2 separate regions of the Delphinus delphis genome follow, and region 1 is linked to region 2. Evidence: chromatin contacts called from public Hi-C data. All regions are on one chromosome and are shown on one strand. The core of a region is the stretch at or near the end of the contact, and the rest is flanking DNA. Distances in the headings are between cores, read along the strand shown.

Region 1 (2,700 bases), core at 193-2,692, 380 kb before region 2:
CTGGCTGCTGCTTGAAGCAGGCGAGGCCCAGGGAGAGGATAGAACGGGTCCTGGCAGCATGACACACGGCCTTGTAACGTTCCTCGATGCACCTTGGGGTTGGGTTTGGGGGTGGCTGTGGCTGGGAGTTAGCTTCATGAAAGACCCAAACCACCCAGGACTGTGACCTCCACTACAGGGTTGAGGTCTGCCCCTCCTTCCAAGGCTAGGACTAAAGAGATCAGGGCTTATACTTACTGGTTCAGCAAACTCTTCCTGTCCCCAAGCCCACTCAGTTCCTATGGCGCAGTAAAGGGAGAGTTGTGTTAGGTCCACAGTATCAGCCCTTTCACAACCACCTGCTCTCCCAACTCCCAACTCTCACCGTGTCCACAGCCACAAAGCTAGCCGTCTTTATGGCCAGCAGGAGGGATGGCCACATCTCCTTGAAGTTGTCACTTTGCACATCCACCACGGGAACCTGGACTACTAGCTCCTCCCCAGATTTTGTGCTTTGGCTGGCACCACCTGGGGATAAGGAGGGTGACGGATGTTAATGCTCAGGCAAGGGCCTAAGAAAAAAGATACCAAGCTAGGCCATGGCTGGGGGCAGGGGCAGTTTCCTTCAAGGCAAGAAATGGCAGCTTTCTCCTCAAGCGTATCACATATGCTCTATACACAGGCCTTGGAGTGAACAGTGTCCTGAATTTGGGGAGAGAAAGCCTGGGTCTTCCAGTGGCTTATGTGAGACTCTGGGAAAATTTCTTCCCCCTCAGCATCAAAACCTGTAAAAGAGGAAGGTAGGACTAGATGATCTGTGAGGTTCCTTTTCCTCACATCCTGCAGGAAATAGTTTGCAAGGCTTGATGATTTCAGCCCCTTTACTATCTCAAAGGCTCTATACTACTGTTCATGGCCACAAGCGGCGGCAGTAGCCAGTATGCCCCAGAGCCTGATAAATAACGCCCCAACACGTCCCACTTCCTGTGGACCACAACTCCCAACCTCCCTAACTTAACAGAGCCATGAACTCCAGACTACATCTCCCGACATGCCCCCACATGCCCTGCGCCCAAGACTCTAGGCTTTTGCAGGCGGAACTGTGGTGCACACCGGGACTTGTAGTCTCCTCGTGGCTGGTTCAGAAAGAAGGCGCTATTCCTCTGAAACTTGAGATCGGTTTCTTAGAACTACGAGCCCGAGACCCTCCCCCCACCGGACCGCACAGGCTTTTAAAGCGGCCCCTGGGAAGCCACTCACCGTCAGAGACGGCTGGAGCTGAGGCTGCGCCATCGTCACCGTCGGCGGCCATGACACCGAGGTCCCTCGCTTGTATAGTCAGTGTGCACGCGGGACTTCCTCTTCGTCTCCTCACTCCGCTCCTGCAGTCGGGGACGGGGCGGAGCTTCACCCCCGGAGTCGCCGACCGGTCGGACTTCCGTTCAGACCTCCCGGGTCTGGCGCGGTGGAGCCAGCCTGGCGCGCGCTAGGAGCCTATTGGCTGGCGTGGGCCGGTTCACCGCCCGGATTGGCCGGAGCCACGCCCCCTGGAGTTCGTCTGGGAGCTGGGCGCTGGAGATCGCGCAGGAGGTAATTTTTTCTCTGCGTACAACGCAATTGGAACGTGGGCCTTCGCGTTACCCTGTCTTCATCGATTCGGCCCCGGGGTGGGGATCCCCAGAGGATGTGGCGCTGCCTGAGCTAAGCTTAAAGCACGCGTAGGAGTTATACAAAGACTGGGGAGTGTAGGGGAAGGAAGGATATTTGGGAAGGGGCAAGCTGCCAGGGAGGGTGGGGAGCTCACGGCGTTCCAGGAAGTGAAAGAAGCCGGGACGGAGACAGGAGATGAGGCTGCGGAGGTTGAGAGCGACCGGCTAGCAGGAACACTTTTGAAACAATCCGTGCGCGTGGTAATAAGGATTTGAATTAAGCCTCCGGTAGGGACAGATTGTAAGTAATTAGGAGATATAGTTGACCTTGAGGGGTTTTGGACATGATTCCTGCTACCGTGAGTGTTGTCCCTACCGTAGACTAGCCCTTTCCCAAGGGCTCTGCTTCCCACCAAGGACTCTCAACCCTTTATCTCTTTGATTATTTGCTGTTTCCAGTCCATCTTCAACCTTTCTCTCGAGTCTTTTCATTATTCTGAATTGTTTGGATTTTTCCCATTCTGGAAAAAGGGGAACCTCCTTTTACTCTACCCCATCCCAAATTAGTTTAACAAGTATTATATACAATTTGCCTGGCACCGTGCTCGGCTCTGGGGACACAACAGCCAACAAAAGATACCCAGTCCTAGCTTATATGGAGTTTTACAGTTAAGTGGGGGAAGCAGACACTGATCAAAGAATCACAAATAAACATGGAATTAAAATTGGTATAAGAGCAACAATGGAGAAGTACACAAGAGGGTAAGACTGGGGGGGATCTGATTTGGACATTTAAGTCAAGACCTGAAAAATGACTAACTGTTAGGTAAAACATAGAAGAGCTCTTCAAGCAGAGGAAATGGACTGGGTGAGGCCTCAAGGAGGACAGACACTTGGGGATTTTGAACCAACTATTTCAGGACAACATAGTTGTTCCGTAGTGAGCGAGGGGGATGGGGCTTGTTGGAGCCTACAAAGCTTATATTAAGAGGATTGGCTTTTAAGAGAAATGGGTGTGACAGCCAAAGCCCTCTCCAGTGGCCTACAAGGTACTTGTAGTCCTGGGCTCTCC
Region 2 (2,700 bases), core at 113-2,612:
AAACTCCGTCTCTTCCAGCCTGTTTTCCCCTCTGTCCCATAAGGATAAGTGCTTATCTTGAGCCTTGACTGTCTTTTCCCTTTGTTACCCATTCAAGAATCAGATTTGAGCAGGTACCTGGGGTACAACAAGGATGTCGGAGAAGATGATGGCAGCATCCAGAGGGAAGCGACGCAGTGGCTATAGGGAACAGAAGACAGATTGCTAGGTGGCGAGCTGACAGCATAAATCTCTCCCTCTTTTGTGGACCCCTCACCTGCAGAGTAAGTTCACAGCAGGTCTCTGGGGAGCGACAGGTGCTGAAAAAGTCCTGGGCAGCCCGAGTTTCCCTAAACTCTGCAGACAAAAAAGGGAAAGCAGGGCTCAGCCTTGAGGAACCTCCAGAGCCCTCCTCTGCCCCTCAAAAACTTTTCACCCTCCAGAGTTTTACCTAGACTCCGAGGCCCTGACCCTGACCTGGTAAGTAGCGGCCTGCCTGCCGCATGCACCAAACAGGAGTGTAGTCTGTTTCTTCTCCCCAGGCTGCTCGCAGGAAGGTGTCATTCTTCAGCTCAGGAAAACCCTGAGGTCTGGAGATCAGGAGCGGGTAGGGTAGGTGTCAGTAAACCAGGCTGGGGGTTGGGCAGGGCTCGGGTTCTAAAGGCGGATACAGTCCAGCACAGCTATCTATCTTCTCCAGGCCAGCTACCAAGCTGTGACTCCCCGCCGATTCCACCTCCCCTCTATCAGGTGGTGTACAGGACTAGAAGGGCCGGTGCCGGGGCCTCTACCCTACACATAGTCGCAGCTTCCCCAGGCTCAAAGCCACTGGAGGGACTGGGAGAGAGTGTGTGTGCGGGGGGGTGGGGGGCGGGGGAAACGAAAGTCCAGTTAGGAGAGTTTGGGGGGTCTTTGGACCAAAAAATCTCAGGAACAAGGGTACCAGTGGGCTGGTTTGGGGGCTGGAAGATCTCCAGGCTGGGGGATGGTCATGGGGGGATCAGAGATGACAGTCCGAAAAAGGGATCTTAGTTGAGGATTAGGAAGTCCAGAGGGCATCTCCTAAATAAAGGTCTGGGGTACGCAGTCCAGCTAAGCGGTCCCTGGGATGAACATCTCAGGAATCCATGGTTGGAGGATTTGGGATTCCAGAGACTTGGGTTCTCCGGGGCTGGGGAAGAGGGGTATAGGGACAGATTCCTGAGCTCAAAGACTCAGGTCAGAAGCCCGTATGGCCACACTGCGTGGTGGCACAGAGAACTCACCCACACTCGTTCACCTCCATGATAAGTTGTCAGTAAACGCGAGCACAGCCCCAGCTGTAGCCTAATTCTGAGCCTGCCCCCTGCCCAGGCTCCGCCCCTTCCTGGAATGAGCCAAGGCTGTCGCCATGTTGAAAGTCACATGATCACACTCCAGAAATGGCTCCCGGGCTGCCCCGGCTGCTGCCCGTAGGACCCCCAGGTCTCTTCACCGTAAAGTCCTCTGTAGCGACGCAACAACAAACACCTCCCACAAAAGAACTTCGCTGTAACTATACTTCACGTGGGTGAGAAATTTGCTCTCCTCTGACGGCCTGGGAAACGCGGAAGACTCGTCCCAGGTCTCACTTTCACTCCCACTCTTAACGATTTTAACAATTTTATGCCTGGCCCAACCAGGCATATGGTGAATTATGGAACCAAGTTGTACAGGGAACTGAAATAATTAAATATTTATATTACCTAGAAAGAGGCGGGCACTACAATAGGTGCAGCGATTACAGTGGAGAACAAGACATTTCCTTCCTTTAAGGAGCTACAGACATGCGGATACAGAGAAGTCAGCAATCACAATAGTAAATGTTTTTTGTTTTGTTTTGTTTTGTTTTTTGCGGTACGCGGGCCTCTCACTGTTGCGGCCTCTCCCGTTGCGGAGCACAGGCTCCGGACGCGCAGACTCAGCGTCCCTGGCTCACGGGCCCAGCCGCTCCGCGGCATGTGGGATCTTCCCAGACCAGGGCACGAACCCATGTCCCCTGCAGCGGCAGGCAACTCTCAACCACTGCGCCACCAGGGAAGCCCTCAATAGTAAATGCTTTAAAGGGAAAGAGCTAGAAGCAAGTAGCAAGGGCTCCATTTAACTGGGGAAAGCAGTGGGGTATTCCAAGCAGAGGGAACGGCATGTGTAAAGAGCAGACGAAAAAGAGCAAATGGCTTAATGGGAAACAAGAGCAAGCTGGTGGAATTAAAGATGCTGGAGCTGTCTACAGAGTCCAGGTCATGCAGGCCTTTGTTAAGCGCATTTGTTCACTTTATCTTGTAGTAGTGTAATAGCATACAAATAGCTTGGAGAGAAGGGAAAAGAGGCACTGTGTTCCCAACTTATTAAGGAGAAATAAATGGAAAACTGTCATAATTACATGGGATCATTTCTTTCTTTCTTGATAACTTCAATTATTTGAAAACTATATCAAAACAAACTTTCCACCCAAGTGTCCATCAACGAACAGATAAACAAAATGTAGTGTGTGTGTGTGTGTGTGTGTGTGTATATACACAATGGAATATTACTCAGCCATAAAAATAAATTATTGTGATACATGCTACAACATCGTTGTAACATGCTAAGTTAAATAAGACAGACACAAAAGGACAAATACTGTGTGGTTCCACTTATATGAAATATCTATAATAGGCAAATTCAGAGGCAGAAAGTAGAGTAGAGTTTACCAGGGACTGG

Evidence for each region. Hi-C and Micro-C count contacts between places; a contact is called where the count stands out from the background.
Region 1: a contact with region 2 is called in a Hi-C map of lung, with 5 times the contacts expected there. The contact joins the promoter of MUTYH here to the promoter of UROD in region 2. A contact is called at or near these places in 3 of 3 Hi-C or Micro-C datasets (lung and muscle).

Annotation. Positions count from the first base shown.
Region 1 is chr1:37,088,323-37,091,022 of mDelDel1.2, reverse strand. MUTYH (mutY DNA glycosylase) reads left to right here and starts at 1,442. Exons shown (of 17, transcript XM_060021276.1): 1 at 1,442-1,569. TOE1 (target of EGR1, exonuclease) reads right to left here and starts at 1,397. Exons shown (of 8, transcript XM_060021288.1): 1 at 1,240-1,397; 2 at 365-507; 3 at 238-278; 4 at 1-92. The coding sequence starts at 1,291.
Region 2 is chr1:36,704,154-36,706,853 of mDelDel1.2, reverse strand. UROD (uroporphyrinogen decarboxylase) reads right to left here and starts at 1,362. Exons shown (of 9, transcript XM_060021242.1): 1 at 1,245-1,362; 2 at 457-569; 3 at 257-336. The coding sequence starts at 1,264.